Regions from separate parts of the Mus musculus genome. Here all the other regions are linked to region 1. A link is a contact called in public HiChIP or PLAC-seq and promoter capture Hi-C data. All regions are on one chromosome and are shown on one strand. The core of a region is the stretch at or near the end of the contact, and the rest is flanking DNA. Distances in the headings are between cores, read along the strand shown. Region 1 holds the start of 2610008E11Rik (RIKEN cDNA 2610008E11 gene). Region 2 holds the start of Mier2 (MIER family member 2). Region 3 holds the start of Plpp2 (phospholipid phosphatase 2). Region 4 has its middle 17 kb from the start of Casp14. Region 5 holds the start of Casp14 (caspase 14). Region 6 holds the start of Slc1a6 (solute carrier family 1 (high affinity aspartate/glutamate transporter), member 6). Region 7 overlaps Slc1a6 (solute carrier family 1 (high affinity aspartate/glutamate transporter), member 6).

Evidence for each region. Promoter capture Hi-C pulls out the DNA fragments that hold promoters and counts their contacts. HiChIP or PLAC-seq counts read pairs in DNA pulled down with a chosen protein or histone mark.
Region 2: a contact with region 1 is called in an H3K27ac HiChIP or PLAC-seq map of cardiomyocytes, with 5 times the contacts expected there. The contact joins the promoter of Mier2 here to the promoter of 2610008E11Rik in region 1. A contact is called at or near these places in 2 of 115 datasets of contacts at active chromatin or transcription factors (cardiomyocytes and stem cell-derived neural progenitor cells).
Region 3: a contact with region 1 is called in a promoter capture Hi-C map of embryonic stem cells, with 2.2 times the contacts expected there. The contact joins the promoter of Plpp2 here to the promoter of 2610008E11Rik in region 1. A contact is called at or near these places in 1 of 39 promoter capture datasets (embryonic stem cells), 1 of 484 Hi-C or Micro-C datasets (rod photoreceptor), 6 of 115 datasets of contacts at active chromatin or transcription factors (astrocytes, embryonic stem cells, large pre-B cells and 2 more) and 1 of 9 other capture datasets (liver).
Region 4: an H3K27ac HiChIP or PLAC-seq map of the NIH/3T3 cell line shows a contact between it and region 1, with 5 times the contacts expected there. The contact joins the enhancer-like site here to the promoter of 2610008E11Rik in region 1. A contact is called at or near these places in 11 of 39 promoter capture datasets (the 3T3-L1 cell line, the C10 cell line, HPC-7-derived erythroid cells and 6 more), 1 of 15 datasets of contacts at CTCF or cohesin (the NIH/3T3 cell line), 4 of 115 datasets of contacts at active chromatin or transcription factors (the NIH/3T3 cell line, embryonic fibroblasts, embryonic limb bud and 1 more) and 1 of 9 other capture datasets (adipose tissue).
Region 5: a contact with region 1 is called in a promoter capture Hi-C map of stem cell-derived epiblast-like cells, with 9 times the contacts expected there. The contact joins the promoter of Casp14 here to the promoter of 2610008E11Rik in region 1. A contact is called at or near these places in 16 of 39 promoter capture datasets (the 3T3-L1 cell line, the C10 cell line, the HPC-7 cell line and 11 more), 1 of 15 datasets of contacts at CTCF or cohesin (the NIH/3T3 cell line), 3 of 115 datasets of contacts at active chromatin or transcription factors (the NIH/3T3 cell line, embryonic fibroblasts and embryonic midbrain) and 2 of 9 other capture datasets (adipose tissue and pancreatic islet).
Region 6: an H3K27ac HiChIP or PLAC-seq map of embryonic stem cells shows a contact between it and region 1, with 5 times the contacts expected there. The contact joins the promoter of Slc1a6 here to the promoter of 2610008E11Rik in region 1. A contact is called at or near these places in 17 of 39 promoter capture datasets (the C10 cell line, the HPC-7 cell line, HPC-7-derived erythroid cells and 13 more), 2 of 15 datasets of contacts at CTCF or cohesin (the NIH/3T3 cell line and large pre-B cells), 20 of 484 Hi-C or Micro-C datasets (the AML12 cell line, the CH12 cell line, DN3 thymocytes and 12 more), 30 of 115 datasets of contacts at active chromatin or transcription factors (bone marrow-derived macrophages, craniofacial prominence, differentiating embryonic stem cells and 17 more) and 4 of 9 other capture datasets (adipose tissue, embryonic stem cells, liver and 1 more).
Region 7: a contact with region 1 is called in an H3K4me3 HiChIP or PLAC-seq map of forebrain, with 7 times the contacts expected there. The contact joins the enhancer-like site here to the promoter of 2610008E11Rik in region 1. A contact is called at or near these places in 7 of 115 datasets of contacts at active chromatin or transcription factors (VIP interneurons, bone marrow-derived macrophages, differentiating embryonic stem cells and 3 more) and 3 of 9 other capture datasets (adipose tissue, embryonic stem cells and liver).

What each region holds. Positions count from the first base shown.
Region 1 is chr10:79,096,088-79,099,349 of GRCm38.p6, forward strand. It overlaps 2610008E11Rik (RIKEN cDNA 2610008E11 gene), which reads right to left and starts at 1,513. Exons shown (of 6, transcript NM_001004362.2): 1 at 1,371-1,513. The coding sequence starts at 1,391.
Region 2 is chr10:79,553,440-79,556,701 of GRCm38.p6, forward strand. It overlaps Mier2 (MIER family member 2), which reads right to left and starts at 1,689. Exons shown (of 14, transcript NM_001316699.1): 1 at 1,635-1,689. The coding sequence starts at 1,643.
Region 3 is chr10:79,532,318-79,535,579 of GRCm38.p6, forward strand. Plpp2 (phospholipid phosphatase 2) reads right to left here and starts at 1,470. Exons shown (of 6, transcript NM_015817.3): 1 at 1,307-1,470. The coding sequence starts at 1,358.
Region 4 is chr10:78,699,301-78,702,562 of GRCm38.p6, forward strand. No RefSeq gene overlaps it. Among named protein-coding and RNA genes, the nearest start is that of Casp14, 17 kb to the right of the region's middle. Within about 2 kb of position 1,746, at least 5 of the 459 cell types and tissues checked have an H3K27ac peak or open chromatin away from gene starts, as enhancers often do. A contact at or near this core is called in the NIH/3T3 cell line and cancer-associated fibroblasts, where this site is marked.
Region 5 is chr10:78,716,775-78,720,036 of GRCm38.p6, forward strand. Casp14 (caspase 14) reads right to left here and starts at 1,519. Exons shown (of 7, transcript NM_009809.5): 1 at 1,333-1,519.
Region 6 is chr10:78,778,839-78,782,100 of GRCm38.p6, forward strand. Slc1a6 (solute carrier family 1 (high affinity aspartate/glutamate transporter), member 6) reads left to right here and starts at 1,658. Exons shown (of 10, transcript NM_009200.3): 1 at 1,658-1,843. It also overlaps a transcript of Ccdc105 not described here.
Region 7 is chr10:78,811,126-78,814,387 of GRCm38.p6, forward strand. Slc1a6 (solute carrier family 1 (high affinity aspartate/glutamate transporter), member 6) reads left to right here. Exons shown (of 10, transcript NM_009200.3): 9 at 1,677-1,811. Among named protein-coding and RNA genes, the nearest start is that of Slc1a6, 32 kb to the left of the region's middle. Within about 2 kb of position 1,731, at least 43 of the 459 cell types and tissues checked have an H3K27ac peak or open chromatin away from gene starts, as enhancers often do. A contact at or near this core is called in VIP interneurons, forebrain and neural progenitor cells, where this site is marked.

The DNA of each region.
Region 1 (3,262 bases), core at 263-2,762:
CTTATAGAAGCATGATAGCATAATTATTAAAAAGACTTTTACTAGTTTGCAGCCATTATTCCTCAACTTGTTGGGATAGGTTCTTTCCATCCACCACATGAGTTCCAGGGATGCAATTCACACTGTCACAGTTGATGGCATGTGCCTTTACTATCAGAACCATCTCCCCAGCCAGAAAATTCTTTTTGTTTTGTTTTGTTTTGGTTTGGTTTTTTTGTTTGTTTTGTTTTGTTTTGTTCTGTTTTCAAGACAGGGTTTCTCTGTATTGCCCTGGCTGTCCTGGAACTCACTCTGTAGACCTCAAACTCAGAAATCCACCTGTCTCTGCCTCACAAGTCAGAAAATTCTTAAGGAGTAGAAACTTAAGTCTCTCCTTTCCTCAAAAATAATTCCAAGTGAGTTCTAAAGACTTTATAAGGTTTCCTGGCTGATCAAAACTTCATGATTCTGTGGAGCTGGAACATTGCAAATGTAGTTAGAACTCTTTGCGATCATCAGGTCCCTTAATATCCAGTTAGTATTCATCTTCTCTATGTGGTCGGACACCAACTAGCAGCTGAAAACTTGGGAATGTGTCCACAGAGCAGACCACTAGCTTCCACCAAGCCAAAAGCTAAGAGTGTCCCCAGATAATCTCTCATATCTGTAAGAGCTTCCTCTGCATGTAACCTATCTACCCTGATGTGTCCACAGTGTCTTTGATAAATGCCTTGATTTTGTTTTTCACTATTAAAACCTCACCTAACTACATCCACGTTGAAACATGTGATTTAGGGCAACTTAAATACATGCTACTGAACAGGGTGACTCATATCTGTCCCAGAATAAACTCTCTCTAATCCTTTTGAGGTGAGACCAGTGTTTTCTACAGACCAGAGAAATAAGTAAGCCAACTCATGCACCATTTACCTTAATTTTCAAATTTTACTCAACTCTTAAAATCTGCTTAAGCACTGAATGTTGATGCTAAGTGACATCAAGTTGCTGGGAGCCTTTACCGAAAAAATCAACCAGATGACACTGTCATAAATTGATTTTGTTTCTTTTAGCCTCCTCATGAAATTCTTAGGCAACTGTGATCAAAGTAGAGGGATGTCCCCGAAGGGGCGCTCTCCTTTGCTTACTGGCCTCCGAGCTGAGCTGCTTCTCCTTTACATATAAGGGACTGCAGAATCCACGGACCCGGCTCCTCTCTTGAAGGAAACCCATCTCCCTCAAAGTCCTCGCGGGCAAGTTGTGGACTCCAGCAACCTCCACCCTCCAGCCCAGCCTTGAAGGACCTGACAACGGCGCAGGCGCACCGGGCCGGGGGGTCGGGGGCGGCGGAGGGTGCAGAGACAGCTTCCCCGCTGCAGGACGCTCGCACTCACCATGACAGGCTCTGCCGACATCCTGCGTCCTGCGCGGGCCTCCCCACCGCGACTGTCACAGGAGACAGGGGCCTCAGTGATTTCCGATCCTTCGGAACTGGATGAGGCTACAGATCTAAGATGGCCGGGGACAGACAAAGGCCACAGCGGAGCAGCGAAGGCCCGCCCTCCATGCTCGCTCTCTGTGTATGATTGGGCAATTCTCAGTCTAGTGCATCCGATTGGATAGCATTTCGGGCTTGGCTACGAGTGACAGTAGACAGAACCAATTCGTGCGTGAATCAAGCAAAAATAAAAATAAATAAATAAATAAAAAGCAAGTTCTTGCTCACAGATGTTGTCAGGCAGGGCTGCTCCCAACCCCGTGAGAGAACAGAGCCCAGTACTGAACAATTGCCCTGGATATAGAGCTAAAGGATTTATGGACTTACGGCTGAATATATATATATATATATATATATATATATATATATATATATATATCTTATTCACAAATGGAAATCACATCATGACAGTTTTAAACTGTGTTTTCCCAACTCTAAGCTTCAAAATAAAAAGCATTCATGTAAGGCAGCAATGTCCGATACAAGCAACATGGTAGACAGAACTGAAAAATTGGTTAATTATTTAGGTATGCATTGTGACTTCTTCTGAAGGGTGTTGTTATATTATACTTTGCTCTCATCATTCCCTGTTCTATTTTCTCTCCCCCTTTTCTCCTCAGAATCACATATATGTATTCTGAGAAGTGTCAGCTTTAAAAAAAAAAATCTAAACAGGTAAAATTCACTATAATAACAATGATGGCATAATTTATTTCTCTTTATAGAAGAAAAAAATTGAACACGTATAGTGAGCCGCCACATGCATGCAAATTATTTCCATTCCTTTTGTTTTTGAGTGCTAATTTGACCAAATTCCAAACTGTTCTGAAAAATCTTAGAGAAAAGCAAATGACAATTAGAGAGATGTGCCGACCAATAAGAATGCATTTGCTTTGCAGAAATGTTGCCGTATAAGGAGTATGTCTTGATTTCAGCTGGGCATAGCAATTTTGGATACCTGAAAGTGAGATGTGAGGTGGTGGTGGGCAAAGCCATGTAGCACACATGGATATCATGAACAGCTAACTCAGCCAAGACCCTGACGCACATGCATCTAAGTTGGCCACACATTATAACCCCCTAGGACTTTTTAAATACTCCAAACTTTAGTTTCAATGAAATCAGAGTAGGGGGAGTAGGACTCCCCCCCCCACACACACACACTCATGCATGCACAAACGCACACACACTCACACATACACACACACTCATGCATGCACGAATGCGCGCGCACACACACACACTCACACACGCACACACACACACACACACACACACACACACACACACGGTTTAGAACTCTCCAGGTGAATATTGTGTGAGGCTATTCCCAAACCACTGAGTGCAAGCACCATCTCTCCCCAGCTAGTTGCAAGTAGTTTCTTAAATTAAGTATGAAAACGTTTGGTGATAAGTTGTGACTTTTCACTTTTGCCCATTAATCAACTATTTTAATCTGCTCAACTCAACCACTGCCACTCACTTTGTTTCTGATTAAAAACAATTTTACAAATGTCCTACTATGTGGGCATGGAACTGTGTCAGGTGCCTTAGCATAGTGGGTATATTTAAGGCGTGAACATTTTGCTTTAAAGAAAGAAAGAAAGAAAGAAAGAAAGAAAGAAAAGAAAGACATGCCATTTACCAAATAAGAGCAGAATTTGACATATATAGGGACCACTGTGGTGTTATAATATTAATAACTGTCCCACAGTATTAGAATTCATTCTGTAAGGATAAAAGTTAACTATAAGGAAAAAACTGAAGCCATTTCACTTTATTTAGTCA
Region 2 (3,262 bases), core at 439-2,938, 460 kb after region 1:
TACAGAAGGAAAGGTACTCGCTCAGGAAGCCGCATCCCTCGATTCCACCTAGCATCTTTTGGAGCACAGACTCCAAGCTGTGAGGAAGCCCAAGCCACACAGAGACCTCACGAATAGGGTTGTAGCCCACACCCCAAAGGGGCAGAGGTTTCAACATTAACTCCTACAAACTGCAACCCACAAAGGACCCCAAGAATTATGAGAGGTCAGAACAAGTGAATACTGAGTTGTCAGAGAGCATTCTCAAGAGAAATGACCCACATCCACACCTAGGCAAGGGCCCCGTGCCCCTGGTGTCCCAGCCTCGCCCCTCCACCGTGGCAGCTAGGACATCCCGAGAGACGGGTTCAGCCTGTCTCCACCCACATGGAGCTAGGACATGGGACAAACAAGGGAGCTAAACCAAGGGACAGGAATGAAGAAAACGGGTGGGAGCTGGGCAGCTGGGGTCAGAGGTGGCGTCCTAGAGACCAGATGAAGTGGGACAACTGACAGGCAACTCTGTAGGAATTCCGACTACAAGAAAGAAACCCAGGGGCTGGATGGTCTCATGAGGACTGCAAAGGATAGGCACAGCGAAGAGGTGTGGCTTAGACTAAGAACGGGACAAGCCACCAGCTCAAAGAGATGGCTGAGACACACACTAACCAAGTAGCTGACACTGAGGACTTCTATGTAACCACTGCCACTTTCATGAGTTCAAAACATGGATGCAGCAAAACACCCTCTCAGTTATAGAAAGGCACCACCAGGTTCCCACTTAAGATGAGGAAACTGAGGCAGAACCCTTCCAAATCCTAGACTCCAGGAGAGCACGTAAGCACAGGCTGGGGAGTCTCCACCACCCATGCCACACAGGGCAGAGCAGCCCAAGAGCACCCACTTGGCCGCCATGCCCCAAAAGGGGTATCGGTTGATCTATCTTGTCTTCAGAAGGTCTGCTTCCCCAAAGGCCCCCTAAAGAAGGAACTAAACCCCTAAGAACCCTCTGAGTCAACCAGCCAGAGTTGTCCAACGGGGCCCCCAGATCCCGACCCTGTGGCCCACGCGCGGGCCTGTTGCTGCCCCAAGCTGCCCCACTCGCGCACTGTGCAGAGTTCCAGTACCGGAGTGGCGGATTCGCAGCGCGTCGCTGGGGGCTGGTCCCGGAGTTCAGCGGCCGCACCCCGAGGTGCAGGTCAGCTCTGGGCTGTGCGCCGCAGCCCCGCACCCGCGGGGAGGCCCGCGCTCTCGCTCCCACAGCCAGACGAACTCCACGCGCGAAACTTTCCGCTCGCAGAGAGCCGCCGACTCCGCGCCCTGCTCATCCCCAACGCGCCGGAATGCGGTCCCCGCGCCGCCGTCCCAGACGCCAGCGCCGCACACCCACCCGGTCCGCGGCGCCCTCCCGCCGCGCGGCCCCGGGTCTCGGCCCCGCACCCGGCCGCCCGCGCCTCGCGCCCCTCCCCCCCGCCCGCCCGCGCATGCGCACCATAGCCGAGATGGGGAAGGGGGGTCGTCGGGCGCCCACGGGGCTCATGCTCCGCCCGGTAATAGTGGGGAGGCTCGAGGCGCTCGGACTGGGAGAGCACGGGCCGGACCAGGTCGACCCAGGGCAGTGTGTGGGAGGGGCCGCTACCCAGCCGCTCACTCACCTCCGCCATGGCCGAGCGTGCGCGCGGGAGGCGGCGGCCGCGCGGGTCCCCGGATGCGGTGCCGCGCGCTTATTGGCGGAGGAGCTGGGAGGCGGAGTGGGGCGGGGCCGCAGGAGGCGCGTAGTAGGTGTGCTGGCGAGGAGCGGAGATCTATAGCCTGGGTCCGGTGTACCCCACGCCCGTACATCAGCCAATCAGCTGATTCCTGTGTGTCCACAGGTGAGGGAGATGGCGCAAACAGGGAACAAGCCACAGGTGAAGAACAGTCTACAAGTGAAGAGGTTCCACAGGTGAGGGGACAATCTAGCAGTGAGGGGTTTGGGTCCCGAAGTGAAATGGGTATGGTCTGGAGGTGAGGGGAAGGTCCAGAAGTGATGGGGAATGGACTAGAGGTGAGAGGGGATAGTCCAGAGATGAAGGGGAGGATGTCTTGAAATGAGGGAGAATGAGATGAAACAACTGACAGGTGAGGGATGGTCTAGGGGTGAGGGGGTGGTCCTGAGGTGAAGGACACTGGTACAGAGAGCAGGGCATGAGAGCCTCCAGAACAGGTGCACAAACCTGACTTTCGCTGTCAGGAGGGTGCAGACAGAATGGGAGAGGCAGACCGGTGGGCAGACCTAGGCTTGCAGAGGTGAAGGCCTCTGGTCTACACAAGTCACCAAATGACTCTTCCTTCCCTCTGGGGCCAGGACCAAGCTGGGAGGTGAAGGCACCACTAAGGTTCAAGCACAAAAGCTGTCTCCCACCCCTGAGGATTTGCCCAAGACAGAAAGTCTGCCCCCTGCTCGTTTGGTGGGTTCATCATTCCATGAACCTGAGTCAGTCAGTCCTAACCCAAAAAGAGAACTGTGACAAGGATCACTAGAGAAAGCCAGGCATGGTCGCCCATACTTGTAACTCCAGTGCCCAGGAGGCTGAGGCATGAGAGTTACTATCAGTTTGAGGCTAGCATGGGCTTTGGAGCGAGACCCTGCCTCAAGAAACCAAGCTACTGGGTATGGTGCCACAAGCCTTTAATCCCAGCACTCAGAAGTCAGAGGCAAACAGGTCTCTGTGAGTTGGAGGTCTATGTAGCAAGTTCTGGGACAACCTTGGCTACGTAGTAAGACCCTATATGTGTCAAGACAAACAACAATAGCAAACACACACAAATTAACCAATTACCAAAGGTTAAGCAATTGGATGAATGGATGAGCAGAAAGATTCTTCAAGGTTAGGGCTTTCTTTCCCATGGACCTGATAGTTGCAATGGGGAACTGAGGTGACCTTTCAGCCAGCTGGGAAATATGAGCATCATTAGGGGAGGTGGACACTCAGCATTTCCTCAGGTGATGCCTAGACAACATCTCTCATCCAGGCCAGAGTTCAGAAACTGTTGACAGAAGTGTGGGCTCCAGACCCAGCCTAAAAGGGAAGGTCCCGCTCAATGGTGAGACTGTGTTCTTCAGAAGTGTCAGAGGAGAGAGAACTGTAGAAGCCTCCAAGTTCCATCAACAACACTCAGTACTTGATAGTTAATGACCCACAAAACAAGGGAAGTGCCACAGAGGCCTCTCAGACTTGATTGCTGGAACTGAGTCCAGATGTAAAGACTTGGATCACTGTTGAGTTTCCCAAAATTGATA
Region 3 (3,262 bases), core at 220-2,719, 440 kb after region 1:
GGGAGAGGGGGAGAGCAAGGAGTGGAAAAGATGGGGGGAAAGGGGAGAGAGGAAGAGCAGGGAAGAGCAGGGAAGAACATGGAGATGGTTAGAGAGAAGATCAAAGAGAAGAGAGTATCAGAAAAGATGAGAGAGGAAAGAGGGGGTTCAGAGGAAATAGAGGAGCTGAGGTCAGAGGAGGATGTGAGAGATCAGGGGAAACACACATCTTCTGCATAGGAGGAGGTAAACTCCAAGGATCTGGTGGTAGAGAGCAACACTGAAGACAACTGAAGTTAGTGAATCCTCAGCAGACAAGCCAGGCAGACCACAGCTGTGCAAGGTCTGGACGAACCTAAAGCCCTGAACATGGCTGGGTTGCATGGCAGGTGTGGGCCAGGACACTGGCTCCCAGCTGTGTCCCCTCTTCTTCCTCCACCTGCAGTGGGTATTTGTAGGGTACTTTGTTCCCACCAACAGGAAAGGGCCTCCTTCACTCTGGCTGCAAGGCTTCCCTATCACCACCCAAAGTGTGCACTGACTCCAGTGTTCATTCAGCCACTCAGAGGCATAGGCCTCCTCCTGCTGCTGTGACTTCCCAGGTAGCTCCGCCCCTGGGGACTCAGGACTTTCCAAGGAAAAATGTAGACTATTTCCAAGTCCTGTAGTCCCTGGCATACAGTTAAAGCAACAGAAATGGTTCTACAAACCCATACACTTAAAAAGGGTGCCAATGGCTGAGGGGTGTCCCACGGGCTTTCTGGCTGCCAACGGGCCCAGCTAAAATGAGTATCCTTCCGGGATATGGAAGGTGGAAGGGGAGGGAGATGCAGAATGAAGGAAGATAGAGGCACCCCGTCACCGTCACCGCCTTGGGTTAGAATCCAGCCACTGTCCCCTGGGCCCCAACGAACACTTGGCCTTTGTTCGAGCCTGGGGGGTTCGGGACGCTCCTCCCAGCGGCCTGAACCGGAATGGCAGGTTTGTCTGTGCGAGCCTAGCTGTCCCCGCCTCCCGAGGGCACAGTGCTGGACCTTGGCCATGGGTCACTGGCCTGCAGGGTCTTGGTTCTGCCCCGCCCGTGTGAGTCACATCGCTCCGCGGCACTCGAGCGACTTCCTGCTGCCAGGACCCTCCACCCAGGAACAGCTACAGGTAGACAGGCAGCCCCGATCCCGCCAGGAGCCCAGGAGGGCTGGCGGGGTGCTCACAGGGAAGTGTAAAGCATTGGTCACCATCGTCCGCATCTCTAACGCACACTGGCCAGAGGGACCGAGGGAGTGTGCACCTGGGAAAAAGTCCCCGCACCCGGGGCTGAGGCTCTTACCGACCAACACGCACAGCACGTCCAGCAGCACGAAGACCCACCTCCGCTCCATGTCGCCCCGGCCCAGGGACGCCCGCGACCCCCGCTTGCCCCAGCTGTCCCGGCAGCCCCAGGATCACATGGCGGTGGAGACTGCCGGACCCAGGGAAAGGGCAGGGCTTGACGAAAGGGCCCGGGCGAGGCGGAGGCGGGGCTGAGGGAGGGCGTGGCATGAAGAGAAAGTGCGGAGGCGGGAGGGCAGGAGAGGGCGGAGGCCCTGAGGGGTGTGTTTGCCACCTTGACCCGGGCGCGCAGGGGCAGGGGCTGGGATGGGCGGGTGTGGGAGCGTGTCTCAGGACAAACTGAAGTCCCCTATTTGGGAGGGATCTCCAAGCTGGGATCCGAGAATCTCAGGGCTGAGAACAAGACTCAGAAGTGTTGACTGGGGTCTCCATGCAGAAAGGAGTCTTCCAGCTGGGAGGGGCCACCAGAACTCAAGACTGTAGGCTGGAGGTCACCCAGGTGTCCCCAACACTTGGGCGGGGTTCTGCAGTGATAATGCAGAGTTGCAGAGAGGGCAAGCCGACAACCGCCTGGGCAGCACTCCTAAGTTGATCTCAACCTTTCCAGAGGAGGGCACCTGTGCTGGACACAGTGACACTTCTAAACCCATAAGTACCTTAGCATGGGATGACCAAACTCAGGCAGAAGCCCACCTTCCCTCTAAAGTAGCATCTTGTAGTTGCTGTCAGGTTGGAAGGTTTCAAGACCCTTCATGGTGGGAAGGTCAGGATCATGCCTTAACACAGGCTGTATCCACTCTAGAGAATGCCACAGAGATTCTGAAATTGACCTATGATGGGTGGGACCCAGCCTACCCTGTTCAGGGGGTGTCCTGAGACCCTGGGCCAGGGACACTTGGGAGCCAAGGGCATGTAGACTCTGGAAAGAAAGGCCAGGATCTCCAAAACCCACACTGAATCCTTTGTAAGAGGCCACAGCGTGAAGCCTCCACTCCAGAGACTCCAGCTCCTTGATGCCTCCACGGAGGCCACACTCAGAGCCAGTCAGACCTTCCTCCACCACAAGGTTGACTTGAGTCCAGGATGTTTGAGACTTGAGGGCAGGGAAGGTCAGGAAAGAGACAACCCCTTGCTGAAGGTCCAAAAGGTCTCCCCTGACCTTCTCTCCTGCAGGATGTCACCTAGGCAGAGTTGACCTGAGAGGTCCTCAGAGAACCCAAGTGCCTGTGCTTTGGTGCTGGGGGGGAGCAGCATGCAGTGACCTGTTCGGGGTAAGGGAGGGTCCCTGCATCCTAGAAAGTGGCCTATAAAATGGGCAGGCAGAGCTTTCAATACACTGTAACCTGTGCTACACACAGGACTGGACAAGGACTGTGCAGAAACCTGGCTTCAGGTCTTCATTCATGTCCCTCCCCCATGCCTACCTGACACCTATGTGGCAGGTCTGACCCTTTAAAGACAAGGGCAGGCTGGGCTCTGGTGAGAGGACACTAACTGAAGCAGAGGTCCCCAACGCCAGCATTCAACCTCACATCCACCCATATGTCTATAGCACATGGACTCAGAGGTGCCAAAGTCACCCTACCATATGTGTGACATGTCCCCCTAGCTCCTGACAGTTCATATGACCAGTGGCATCTGTAATACCCCCTTTAACCGCTGTTTACTGGGACCTAACCATAGGAAAGTCTTAGCAGGTCAGGGCAGCACTGAGTACCTACTATGTGCTGAAAGGAGAGCCAGGAAAGAGGAGGTGATAAAGGAAACTGGGGCACTGAGCAAAAAGAGGGAGATGGGGCAAGGAAGCTCCTGAGGAAAGGAGGCAGGAGGAGGTTGGGCACGAGGAGGGTGGGCAGGAGGATGGGTGCAGCTGGAAAAAAGACTGGATGGCAAAGGGGAAGCTGGAGAAGGGTGAGAGGAGGGATGTGGCTGGAAGAGGGTGAGGAAGGAAAAG
Region 4 (3,262 bases), core at 496-2,995, 400 kb before region 1:
GGGAAGTTTTCTTCTATAATTTTGTTGAATATATTTACTGGTCCTTTAAGTTGAAAATCTTCATTCTCATCAACTCCTATTATCTGTAGTTTTGGTTTTCTCATTGTGTCCTGGATTTCCTGGATGTTTTGAGTTAGGATTCTTCTGCATTTTGTATTTTCTTTGATTGTTGTGCCGATGTTCTGTATGGAATCTTCTGCACCTGAGATTCTCTCTTCTATCTCTTGTATTCTGTTGCTGATGCTCGCATTTATGGTTCCAGATTTCTTTCCTAGGGTTTCTATCTCCAGCGTTGCCTCACTTTGGGTTTTCTTTATTGTGTCTACTTCCCTTTTTATGTCTAGTTTGGTTTTGTTCATTTCCATCACCTGTTTGGATGTGTTTTCCTGTTTTTCTTTAAGAACTTGTAACTCTTTAGCCATGTTCTCCTGTATTTCTTTAAGTGAGTTATTAAAGTCCTTCTTGATGTCCTCTACCATCATCATGAGATATGCTTTTAAATCCGGGTCTAGCTTTTCGGTTGTGTTGGGGTGCCCAGGACTAGGTGGGGTGGGAGTGCTGCGTTCTGATGATGGTGAGTGGTCTTGATTTCTGTTAGCAGGATTCTTACGTTTGCCTTTTGCCATCTGGTATTCTCTGGAGTTGTGCAGGATACACTCAGCGGGGTCCTGGAACCAAGATGTCTGTGCAGGGTACACTCGGAGGGTCCCGGAACCAAGATGTCTGCTGCCGATGCTCAGGCAAAGCACTCCCCTGCCGGGCAGATCCCTATCCTCAGAAGTCTTAAGATCCAGTGGCAGTGTTGTGGGTAGCTGGCAGGTGTCATCTGGCTCTGTGCCCTAGCTACCCAGGTGCTGCTTGGACTGGAAGGGGCTTGTGCCAAGTTTAATTTTTAAAAGTAAACAATCTCTCACATCATAGAATTGTTGTTATGGGTAGTTGTGTGTCTTCCACTGTGTGTGCTGGGAACCAAATTCAGGTGCAAGAGCATCAAGTGCTTTTAACCACTGAGACTCTCTCCTGCTCCCCAAATAGAACCGTTTATGTAATTAAACAGTGACTCCCAATTCTCCCCTGCCCTTAGCTTTTGATAACCTCACACCCACTGCCCATCTCTGAACTTGCCTTCCTGGATACTGTCTGGAATCATGCTTTGTGTCTGGCTTATTTCTTGTAGTATATATTTCTAAGGACCATTCAGGTTGAAGAACTCTTTTAAGAAAGAGAGACTTGAGCCTAGACGATCAATAGAGGATTAGAAAGGCAAAAAGGCAATGCTGGGCTAGTGAGATGGCTCAGGAACTAAAGACACTTGTCTCTAAGCTGGATGACCTGAGATCATTCTCTTGGACTCATATTATGAAAGGGGAGGATTGGCTCCCACAGTTGTCCTCTGACCTCCTCACACAGGATATGCCAAGGATATCGGCACCCACCCACCCACTCAATAAATGAGTGTTAAAAAAGGGAAATGCTAGGATTTCTTTAATTTTTCCCCTAATATTTTTTTCTGGTTATGTTGTTTATACATTTAAATTTTTTTCTTTATTATTATTAAACTATTTTATTTATTTACATTTCAAAAGTTGCCTTCCTTCTTGATCCTCTCTCCCTGAGTTCTTCACCCCATCTCCCTCTCTCTGCCCCACCCCCATTCTCTGTGAGTATGCTTCCCCATCAGGCAACATACCCCCACCAGCATCCCTTTTCTCTGAGGCATCGAGTTTCCACAGGCTTAATCACATCCTCTGCTGCCGAGGCCAGACAAGGTAGTCATCTGCTACACATGAGCCCAGGGCCACGGACCAGCCCATGTATACTCCTTGGTTTTTGGTTTAGTCTCTGGGAGCTCTGAGGGTTAGTTGACACTGTTGCTCTTCCTGTGGGGTTACAATCCCCTTCAGCTATCTCAGTCCTTCCCCTAACTTTTCTCTGGGTCTCTGACCTCAATCCAATGGTTGGCTGTAAGTATCTGCATTTGTCTCAGTCGGCTGCTTTTAGAGCCTCTCAGAGGACAGCCATGCCAGGCTCCTGTCTGCAGCACAATATGGCATCAGTAATAGTGTCAGGGTTTGGTGTGTGTGCAAGATTAAAATTTGTTCTTGTCATTTTTTTTTGAGACAAGGTCTCTCTATGTGGCCTTGGCTTGCCTGGAACTTGCTATGTAGACCAGGCTGGCCTCAAACTCATGGAGATCAGCATATCTTTGCCTCCTGAGCGTTGGGACTAGAGGATTATGTGCCACCACACCCAGTCTCCAAATTTTTGTGTGTATGTATGAATGTTTTGCTTTCTTGTATGTACACCATGGTGCATGTCTGACACATAGAGGTCAGAAGATGGCTCTAGATTTCCTGGAACTGGATTTAAGGAGGTTATAAGTTATAATTTAACACATGTCCTCTCAAGAACAGCAAGTGCTCTTAGCTGCTGAGGCAACTCTCCCTCCTCCTCCTTCACTCTGTTTCTCCCTCCTCCCTCCCTCTCTTACTCTTCCCTGACTCTTTTTCATTCTATTGACAGTGCTCCAAATGTAAGCTGTGGCCTTGTATATATGAGGCAAGTGCTCTACTATACAACTGTTTACAACGCTATGGTTTTAACAGATTATTCTTGTGAGATCTTCTGAGCAGCCCAGGTCTGGGAAGTAAAAAGAAAAGTTGATGTGAGGTCCTAGAAGTTTCAAAAATGAAAATGAGACTGCTGTGTGGATCTGTACTTATCTCTCAGGGGGATTGGTCAAGCAGCTGGTCCCACCATGACAAAAACAGAAACCCCAGACCTGAGAGATGGCTCAGCAGGTTAAGATGCCTGCTGTTGATATTGACAACTTGAGTTCAATTCCCAGGATCTACATGGTAGAGAGAATGAGTTTCTGCAAGTTGTCCTCTGACCTCCATGTGTGTGCAGTGGCAGGCACACCCCTTCACACACATATTATAAATAACTAAATTGTAAACCAAAAGAAGTAGAAGTGATTTTGATACTGATGGCAATCTAGTCGGAATAAAATTCACCCCACTCTCCCTCTCCCTGGCCCCCCTCCTTCCTTCTCCTTTCCCCTCTCTTCCCTCTAGTGCCTGTCACTGTCAGAAGCAAATAGGAAGCAACTGGCCATGCAGATCTTGGCGTAAGGTCAAGGGTGTGGACTCTAAACGAGGACTTCATCAATAAGGGATTAGTTTAATGAACTGGCTGGGTTGATGGTGACCTCATTTCTTATAATTGATCACTGTAAAGACAACTTCATAAATAGATGAAA
Region 5 (3,262 bases), core at 269-2,768, 380 kb before region 1:
CATCTACTTATTTACCCATTAATCACTTATTAAACAGTTATTCATCCATTTATCCATCCATCTATCCATCTATTCATCCATCATCCATCCATCCATCCATCCATCCATCCATCCATCCATCCATCCATCCATGTACTTTAATATCTAACTGTCCAATTGTGCACTTATGCCTTTAGATGTTCTCCTATCAGCCATCAAACAATCTTCTACACATTTACCTATAAACCAACCATAAATCTCTTAGTTGTCCATATCTACCCACCCAGTTGCATCTAACTCTCCTCCACTGATTAAGCATATGTTTCCTGAGGGCTTATTATATATTAATCACCGGGAAAACATTATGTTAGATAGTCCTTCTCCTTGCCCTTATGTAGTTCTATGACAGACATGAATGACCATCAACTTTCTCCCCTATGAAAACACACACACACACACACACACACACACACACACACACACACCCCATGAGGAAAGAGGAAACAAATACTGTAACTATGGAAGTGACAGGAGCCCAGCTCTGAACTCAGACATAGCAGACCCCAGTCCCATCCCAAGAACATAAGCTTCTCACTCTGTCTCACTCTGAGATTCAGTGGTTGCATCTGGGAATAGCAGTAGGTACATCAGCAGTAAAGGCAAACTAAGCCAGGCTTCATGATCCCTACTGGCCTCGTGGCTATGCCGCTCCCTTCTTTGCCTGTTTATACTTGCATTACGGCAATGTGTGTGTTTTTACAAACTACTCACTGAATATCGCTTTAATCATCTTTGTGATTACATGCCTGTAATGAAGAGTGTAAGACAGATGTATTGACAAGTACAAATAAAATTTACAACAAACATCCCATATTTTATGTTAAGTATTAGGTCTCTCAGACTAGAAAGAAGAAAATGACATGAAGAGGAAGTAGCCGTGCTTCCCCGATTCTTACTCCAGTGGCTGAACTGGTAGCTGAGCTGAGTTTTCATGACCAAAGCCTGCTGTCTTTATCTGTGTCTCCATCAGGGCTGACAGAATGGGTGGAGAGGCAGGTTTTGAGGAGAACGTGTTGAGCAAACAAATAAACAAATGAACAGACAAGAAAGGGCCTGTGTAGGAATTTGTTAGAACAAATGGAAAACTTCTTCATTTCTGTCAGAATAGAAAAGGGGAAGGGGGAAAGAGGGAGGGCAGAGGGGGGAGGGAAGGAGGAGGGAGGGAAGGAGGGGGAAGGGAGAAGGAGAGAGAGAAGGGGAGAGAGAGAGAGAGAGAGAGAGAGAGAGAGAGAGAGAGAGAGAGAGAGAGAGAGAGAGAGAGAGAGAGAGAGAGGTGACTGGCAAAGCCCTCACCGGCTGTAGAAGCAGGTGCTCCTTCTCCTTGGGATCAGGCCCTGGCTTGTCTGTCTCCAAGCTGCTGATAACAGCGCTGTCATTCAAGAGGAGTTAGAGCCTCGTGCTGCTCTCCAAGAAGGGGCGGGCACGGAAAGGTTTCCCCAAGCTTCTCCTGAGATCCTGTCCGTGACTAGAGCAGTACAAACTCTGTACCTTTATTGTCTGCAAGTTTTCTGTCACCAAGACACCTCGTGACAAGAGAGCCACACCCTTGGCGGCAGGTGTAGGAGCAGAGTCAAACGCCCATGGAATGAATGAACGAACGATGGCATGGCTCAGTGGACACCACCCCACCCCCACTGCACCACCTCCCGGCCTACCTGAGGGAGAGCATCCAAAAGGAACAAAACACGGCCCCCTCTGCTCTCTATCCCGGGTTCAACTCATTAACATGAGATCTCTATCATCAAGACCAGTTCACTCATTCCACTATCAGGCAGATAGCAGCAGCTTCACTTTCGCGTCATCTCCAGTCCTCAGGAGTCCTCAGGAGACATTAGCATTGTCTCTCCCATTTTGAAGCCTAGGCTCAAGGCTGTGCAAATAGGTGACAGCTCAAGAACACCCAGACAGCACTTACCATTCAAATCCAGGATTGTCCTCCACGATGCTTTATGCCCCCTCCTCAGCTCTCTTCTCTTCCTCTTATTCTTCCCCTTTTGTTCTATCCCAGTATCTTGTTTTATGTTTATTTTTATGTTGACAGGTTTCATGAGATAAACTCATACTATTCAGCTCTTCCACTGGCATGCCCAACTTGCTGGCTTTAAGACCTTTACAGAGTAGGGCCAGGAACTCTTCACCGTACAGCACTCTAGAACATGCTCATTGCCTTTCAAAGACTGGCAGGATCTCTCATTGAACCAGGAACTATGCTTGCAGGCAGCAATCCCCAGCAGTCCTCCTGTTTGTAACAGTGCTAAGGTTATAGACCTGAGCATGTGGCCCCGTATGGCTTTTTACATGGTTTCTGGAGATTTGAATTTAGATCCTCGTGCTTGTGTATGAAAAACTCTGATGAGACATCTCCCCAGCCATGCATCTTAAAGTAATTTTTATTCCATTTATATTGGTTATTAATTGCATACCACACCACATACCAAAGTATGTATATGGAACTCAGAAGACAACTTGTGGGAATTCTCTCTACCTTTTGGCCCAAGGGATCAAACTCAGGTCATTTGCAGTAAGTTCCATTACCCACTGAGCCATCTTGCCCACCCACGCTTGTTCGTATATGTGACATTGTGTGTATGTGAGTGCATGCACATGCATACACATGTGTGGAAACCAGTGTTGGATCTCTTCCTCTATTGCTTTCCGCCTTAGGTTATGAGTCACGGCCTCTCACTGAGCTTCAAGCTCACTGATTCAGCTAGACTGATTGGCTGGCGAACACCTGATATCCAACTGATTTCACCTCTCCTCGGCTAGGATTAGAAATGGATGCTGCCATCCTCTGCTTTTTATATGCGTGCTGGGAATCTGAACTCAGTTTCTCATGACTGAGCCATCCGTCTCTTCATACCCCCTTTCCTGGATATTTTACAGAAATCGATTCATGTCGCACATAGCCTTCTGTGTTTGGCTTCTTTCATTTAGCACAGTATTTTTGAAATTCCTTGACATTGTAGCTTGCATTGGTCTCCATTGCTCATCAACACTGAATACTACTGGGCCGAATGAAACCTACCTGATGGAGGTCATTTTGAATATTTTTGCCTTTGGGTGATGTGCACCACAAATATTCATGTGCAATGTTATATACATCTATGGACACGTGTTTGTGTAAGTTCATGTATTTTTATTCCATTCCTGAGAGTAAAATACCAAAGCAGACATTTTGTTTTGGTTCTCACAACTGGAATATTTCTGTTCACCCACTTCT
Region 6 (3,262 bases), core at 408-2,907, 320 kb before region 1:
GGAGTGTGGTCCCTGGTAGGCTGGCCATGCTCCAGGGGATGGCCACACACACATCCACACAGAAGCAGCACTAATAGGACCCAGGGGGTTAACAATGAGTGGTCTTCAAAGAGTTGGAAGGAGGATATGACCAAAATACATTGTATGCATGTATGAAATTCTCAAAGAATAAGTAAAAATACATTAAAAACAGTGACTCCAAATTCTATATATTTTTCTGCAAATTTGATCATTTCATTCTTTATGGGTGTGCAAAATTTCATGGTGTAAATGTACTGCATTTTTTTTTTTTTTTTTGTTCAGGGGCTGGTGAACTTTTGGGATGATCCCACAACGTACCTGTAGCCACACTGGTCCACTGATTTGTGGATCTCTGGATTGAGAGCCACACTGACTTGGGGGGAGGGTGTGGGGTAGAATCCCAGTGCAGTTTTGATTTGGCATCAGAATTTAAAACTGTTCTCCTTGTGTTTAAAAGGTCCAGGTAAGACTGAGAACTACCTTGTTTAGCAAGTGTTCAAGGATTAGGGCCAGGGCTCTGAGTACAACGACTGGACAGCTCTGAAGGCTGTGCTATTTTATGAGAACCTGTCACTTTGTCTGCAAACTGGGGTGGTAACGTGTGTTTAGTATGGCTATGTAAATGAAATAGAACTCAAGGAATCTTCCAGATGCATGATGTTGCCATCAATAATAGCACAGTAATAACAACAACGAACATCGATTGACTACACTACAGTACATGTTTGTATTGTGAGCTTGCCACGGCACATCCGTGGAGATCTGGTGTTGGTTCTCTCCTTGTTGGTTCTCTCCTTCACCATTACGTAAGTTCTAGGAATGAAACTCAGGTTGCCAGCCTTGCCCTGCAAGCAGTAGTAAGCCATCTAACCAGTGTCTTCCGGGTTGATTTTTATTATCCCGCTGGGGTTGGTGTCAAACTCTGTAAAGAGGCTCAGTTCTCAGAAGAACTAATGTGCTGGAAGCTACCAAGTCAGTGTCAACCTGGAGGAAGATGCCAGCTCCACAGTGTCGCAGATACGCTGCAGATTGCAAGGGATACCATTAATTACAACAGTAACAGCAATTATGAAAGGTTTCGATTTGCACAGCGCTTCATGCTGCAGAGAGCGTTTTCACGTTCGCTTTACTTTCCTCAGCTGTAATTTTCTCTCAGGTCGGCCAAGTCACCTCCCTTGTTTCAGCGAGGAGGCCAGGCTCAGAGAGGGAGAGGGACTGGCCGAGAGGGACACAGCAGTAAAGTGGCCAAAGCCAGAAAGGTGCACCTGAGGGAGAAGCTGGGCAGCGAGCCCACGTGGTGGCTGTGGTCACCCGATGCGGGCTGTCTTCCCTCCCCCTGCCTCAGACCCACGCTGAGGATGTGGGCGCTCTCCCAGCGGTAACAGGGCTGGGTACCCCAACATCCCAGGAGGCCTGCTGGCCTCGGAGGACTCGGGAGGGGCAGGGGGCGGGCTCGGAGGCGCGGCTCGGCGCGGGGGCGGAGGCTGTGCGGGAGAGGCCGGTCACCCCGCCCGCCCCGCGTCCCGGAGCTCCTGAGCAGCTGCGGCAGGGGGACATCCCCGAGGGGGTCCCGCCCCCCGCCCCGGCCCCGCGCCCCCCGCACCCACGTGAGCTCAAGGCCAGCCTGCATTCCTCCGATTGCATAGCGCATCCCTGTTCCGCGTCGCTCTCTCTGTCTTCGGGTCCCCAACGCAGACACAGCGCGGGTCCCTGGAGGGTCCCTGCGGACCCGGCCAGGTCCTTCAGCGGGTTCTGGCTTCTGCATCCCGGCGCAGCGCGCAGGCCAAGGCGCGGGCAAGGCGGCCCCGCTGACCCGAGGCTGGTGAGTGGGACATTTATCCTGAGTAGGGTTGGCTCTGGGTCCGAGTCATTCCCTGTGCACAGGTCTCCACTTTCTCATTACCTTTCCTCAGTGCTTTCCAGTCCCGTTATAGGTGCTGAGCCTGCCTCTGCCCTGCCACTCTGGTGAGTTTCCTTACTTTAGATCCCTGGGTCTCCTTCCCATCTCCAGAACTCCCCATTCAGCAACCTCAACTCCCAGGCAGTCCTATTTCCAATACTGAATATGATGTCTCTCCTATTTCTTTGGCTGGACTCCATTTTCCCTACCAGGGGTTCATAATCCAACTCCAGACATGCCTGCTGTGGTTAAGACCGACCATCATTCCAAGGGAGCTGGGTATGGAGGTGCGATTGTGGTTGTACTGTGTTATTTATTTTTGGGTGAGCATGTGCTTGTGTGCCTAAGACTTTGGTGAACATCATTGTCCACGGAGTTTCATTTGCATGGGGTACTTGTGCAGGAGGCTCAAAGTGTGTGGCTTTGAGTTTCATGGTGTGCATGGTGGTGGCGCGCGCGTGCTGGCGCGCATGTGTGTGTTTCTCTGTGTAGACTTTGTATGTCTAATGCTGAATGTATGGGGTTGGTTGTATTTCTGACGGTGTGAGAGAGGTTATCTGTCTTCTGGTGTGCATGACTGTAGCAAAGGTTTGTTTGTGGGGAGGAAATATGTGTTTGGCATGGCGCGTATGGATTCACAGTTCTGGAGGGTGTGTGGCTGTATGTCTGAAGAGTCTGCGTGGGACTGCATGTCCATAAAGGAGTACATAGGTGTCAGTTGCACACAGGATGTGACGCTGTCTGTATTCAAGTGAGTGTGTGATGAATGATGTCTATCTTGCCTCTTTCCCGTCTGTCACTTACTCCTCCAGGTAGCATAGCATCAATATATGATGTTATTTAAACAAAGAATCTTCCTTTAGCCCGCCATCGTTTGTGCAAGAAAAGGCCCTGGAGATGGCTTAGTTATAGGCCTGAGAATGGAGGGAGGAGAGAAAAAACAGGCCATTTAAGCTTACAGCTTTAGGGCTGGAGAGATGGCTCGGTGGTAAAGAGGACTTCCCTGGTTTGGTTGCCTGTTTCATGGGCTCTAATACCCTCTTCTAGCACTCACACACATAAGATAAAAATGAACCTATTTACCCCCCCCCCCCCCCACACACACACACACCTGCACTGTTTCAGGCTGCATCAACAAAGAAAAAGAAAACATGAAAAATACAAACAAAAAGATCGTTTCTTGTGTATTCCTTTCCTAAAGGTTGAAGCTAACCTCCAAGGCCATATCACACTGCATTCTGGTTAAGAAATACCAACAACACTCCTCTCTCTCTCTCTCTCTCTCTCTCTCTCTCTCTCTCTCTCGTTCTTGCTCTCTCTCTTTCCCTCCCTCACTCCTTC
Region 7 (3,262 bases), core at 481-2,980, 280 kb before region 1:
CAACAGAGTCAGAGACAGTCCTCACTCCAATTGTTAGAGGACCCACTTGAAGAATAAGCTGCACACTTGCTACAAATGTGTGAAGGGACCTACATCCAGGGTCTGCACTGCTTCTTGACTAATGAAAGTTTCTGTGAGCCCTCATGGATCCAGGATAGTTGACTCTGTAGGTCTTCCCATGGTTCCCTTGACCTCTCTGGCTTGCTCAGTTATAACCCCACTCTTCCACAAGACTTCCTGAGTTCCGCTTGATGTTTGGCTACGGGTCTCTGCATCTTTTTGTATCTGCTGGTGGATGGTCAAGAGTCAGTTATGCCATCTTCCTAACTGTTTGTTTCTGGTACTGCAGAGAATGTGGGTGGAGAGGTGGTCAGACCTTGATATTGGAATTTTAACACAGGCCACCTGTGACCCAGTAGAACCTACTTAAACTTCATATTAATTTTCAGGACTAGAAATGGCAGTCGGGATTTGTATATGCTAAGATAGGTGCTCTACCACTCAGATATATCCTTAGCTTTCTACTTTATTTTTAAGAATTATTTGATGGGCTTGAGAGATGGCTCAGTGGTTAAGAGCACTTACTGCTCTCCCAGAGGACCTTGGTTTGATTCCCACTACTTACATGATGCTTACAACTGCTTTTCACTCCAGTTCTAGGGGACCCAATGCTCTTTTATGGCCTTCATAGACATCAGGCACACATACAGTGCACAACATACATGCAGGCAAACATTCATGCATATGAAATTAAGAAAACAACTTAAAAAAATCAAGAAAAAAATAGGCTCAAAGCCTAAGATGGGCCAGAATGTTTTTACCTCCATTGTGGTAAGCTGTATTTGCCAACTTAAAAATTAGTTACTGTCTTTTCCAGCCACAGCTTTTCTGCATGATAGCCAACAAAGGTTGCATATATTTAAGGTATATTTCATGATTATTTGCTGAATGTGTGCTTTGTGAAATGATCATCATAGTCAGGCTGATTACTACATCTATCTCCCCCTATAGTTTTCTTCTGTCCTCCCCCATTACCTCCTCCTTTGCTGCCTGTGTCTTCTCTTCTCTCCACTTATTTCTCTTCTCCTTGCTTCTTTTCCACTCTCTCCTTTAATCCTGTCTTCCTGTCCTTTTCCACCTTTCCTTCTAATCCTGATGTCCTCTCCTTTTCTCATTTCCTCCCTTCTTTCCCCCTCCTTCTGGCTCTCTCTTCTCTCACTCCTTCCCTTCCTTGCTTTTGCCTCCTTCCCCTCCTCTTTCTGTTTGTTCTTCTGTTCTTCCCTCCTTCCATTATCTTTATCTTTTTTTGATGGTGAGAACAGACTTAAGGACTATTCTCTTGAAAAGTTCAAATACAAACGCAGTGTCATTGGCCACACTCTCCATGATGTACATTCATCCCAGAACTCCCCAGAACTTAATCATCTGCTGTTTAGACATTTTGACTCTTTGACAGACATTCCCCATCTCCCAGCCAGTCTGCCCAGCATCACACATTTTGCTTTCATGATGTCAACTTTTAAAATTTAGTTTCATATCAAATGTGAAATAATGTAATGTTTTTCTTTCTGTGTTAGCTTGGGAATTTAATTTAAGATGCTTTTTCCTGCCTGATCTTCCTCCAATTTTCTGTTCAGTCTTTCCTCCCGGATTCCTGACTCTCTTCCCGTTTGCAGCATCACAGCCACAGCTGCCAGCGTAGGAGCAGCTGGCATCCCCCAGGCAGGACTGGTTACCATGGTGATTGTGCTCACATCCGTCGGCCTGCCCACAGAGGACATCACACTGATCATAGCTGTGGATTGGTTCCTGTGAGTTTGCTTTGGGTTTAACCCTGGACTATCTCTTCTCATAACTTTTTCCTAAAGGATTTTGCAAGGACAGAGTTGTAGAATGTTAGATGGTGAGGGAGGCATTGGGATGGCTCTCTAGTTATGGCCTCTAGACTCCAAGCTCATAGTTTTGTTATCTTTGGGACCTGGAGTGGGGAAGATTCAGAATAGGAGGTCTCTGTCCAAGAGCCAGCTAACTTCTCTTCAGCCTGTTTCTTGTAGAAATCTTATAAAGGTGTTTAAACATATTTTTTTTGAACTCAAAAAATTTAAAATATTTTTCTTAGTGAAAATGCTAATTTTGAAGAATTTTAGAAGAGAGAAGAAAACACAGGTTGCCTGTTGCATTAAATAGTGAAGAATTTTGGCTTATAAAATCACTTGTGGTGATGGACAAAATAATCTTGGTGGACTTACAATCTGAATGTTATGACCAGGCACATTTTCTCACCTTTTCCCTCCTCCCTTCCTTCCCTCTGTTCTTTTTCACTAATTAGATTTTTCTTTGACAGTTTCATATATGTATACAATCCTCCCCCACCCCTTAACTCCTTTTCATCCCTGTCAACCTTCTTCACTACAACTCTCCTTCCACATTCACATTGTCATTTGTGACCTACTGAGTTGGAACAGAGCCATTTGTGTGTCTTGGTTTCAGACTATGCCATGGAGCTTATGAGAGGGTGCACACCTGAAGACAAGACTCCTCCTTTCACAGAATCTATCACTAGCCCATAGTTCAGCTGGGAGGAGCCACTCTCTAATCCCTATCCCTCCCTTCTCCTGCTCTCTCTTTTCTTCCTTCCCTTTCTTTCCTTTCCTCCTCTTCCCTCTCTCATTTTCCTATCTTCCATTTCCTCTTCTTTCTTTCCTTCCCTGTCTCCCTCCTGTCCTCTTCTTTCTTTCCTTGATTCCTTCCTTCTTTCCTTCCTTTCTCTTTCTCCTTCCTGCATCACTTTGTCCTTTCACCATTCCTTATCTCTCTCATTTCTTTTTTTATAACATGGAATTCACATAAAATGTTGACTTTCATCCCCATGTGGTATTTGTGGGCAAGAAAAAGTCCCATTGTACAGAGGGACTACAATTCCACATAGACAGTCTCCAGCCCATCCTACATCTACATAGACTTATATGTAGCAGTCTATATCAATTATTCAAGTCTAATAGTCTGCATCAAACACTCATGTTTAAGACTCTCTGTTAGATCCTAATATCTAACAGTCTACATCAGACTCTCATATCTAACCACCACTAAGTTAGTATATTTATAGACAAAAATCAGATATCAAAGAATAGATCTGAGGATTTCAGGGATATACTGTTAGGAAGGAAAACTGAGGAAGAGTTGGACCTGTTCAAGGTCATGTGGTTATGGGTTAGACTGGAAGCCTTCCTAGTTTACACTTGGTTCTCAAAGGAGCTTTTCA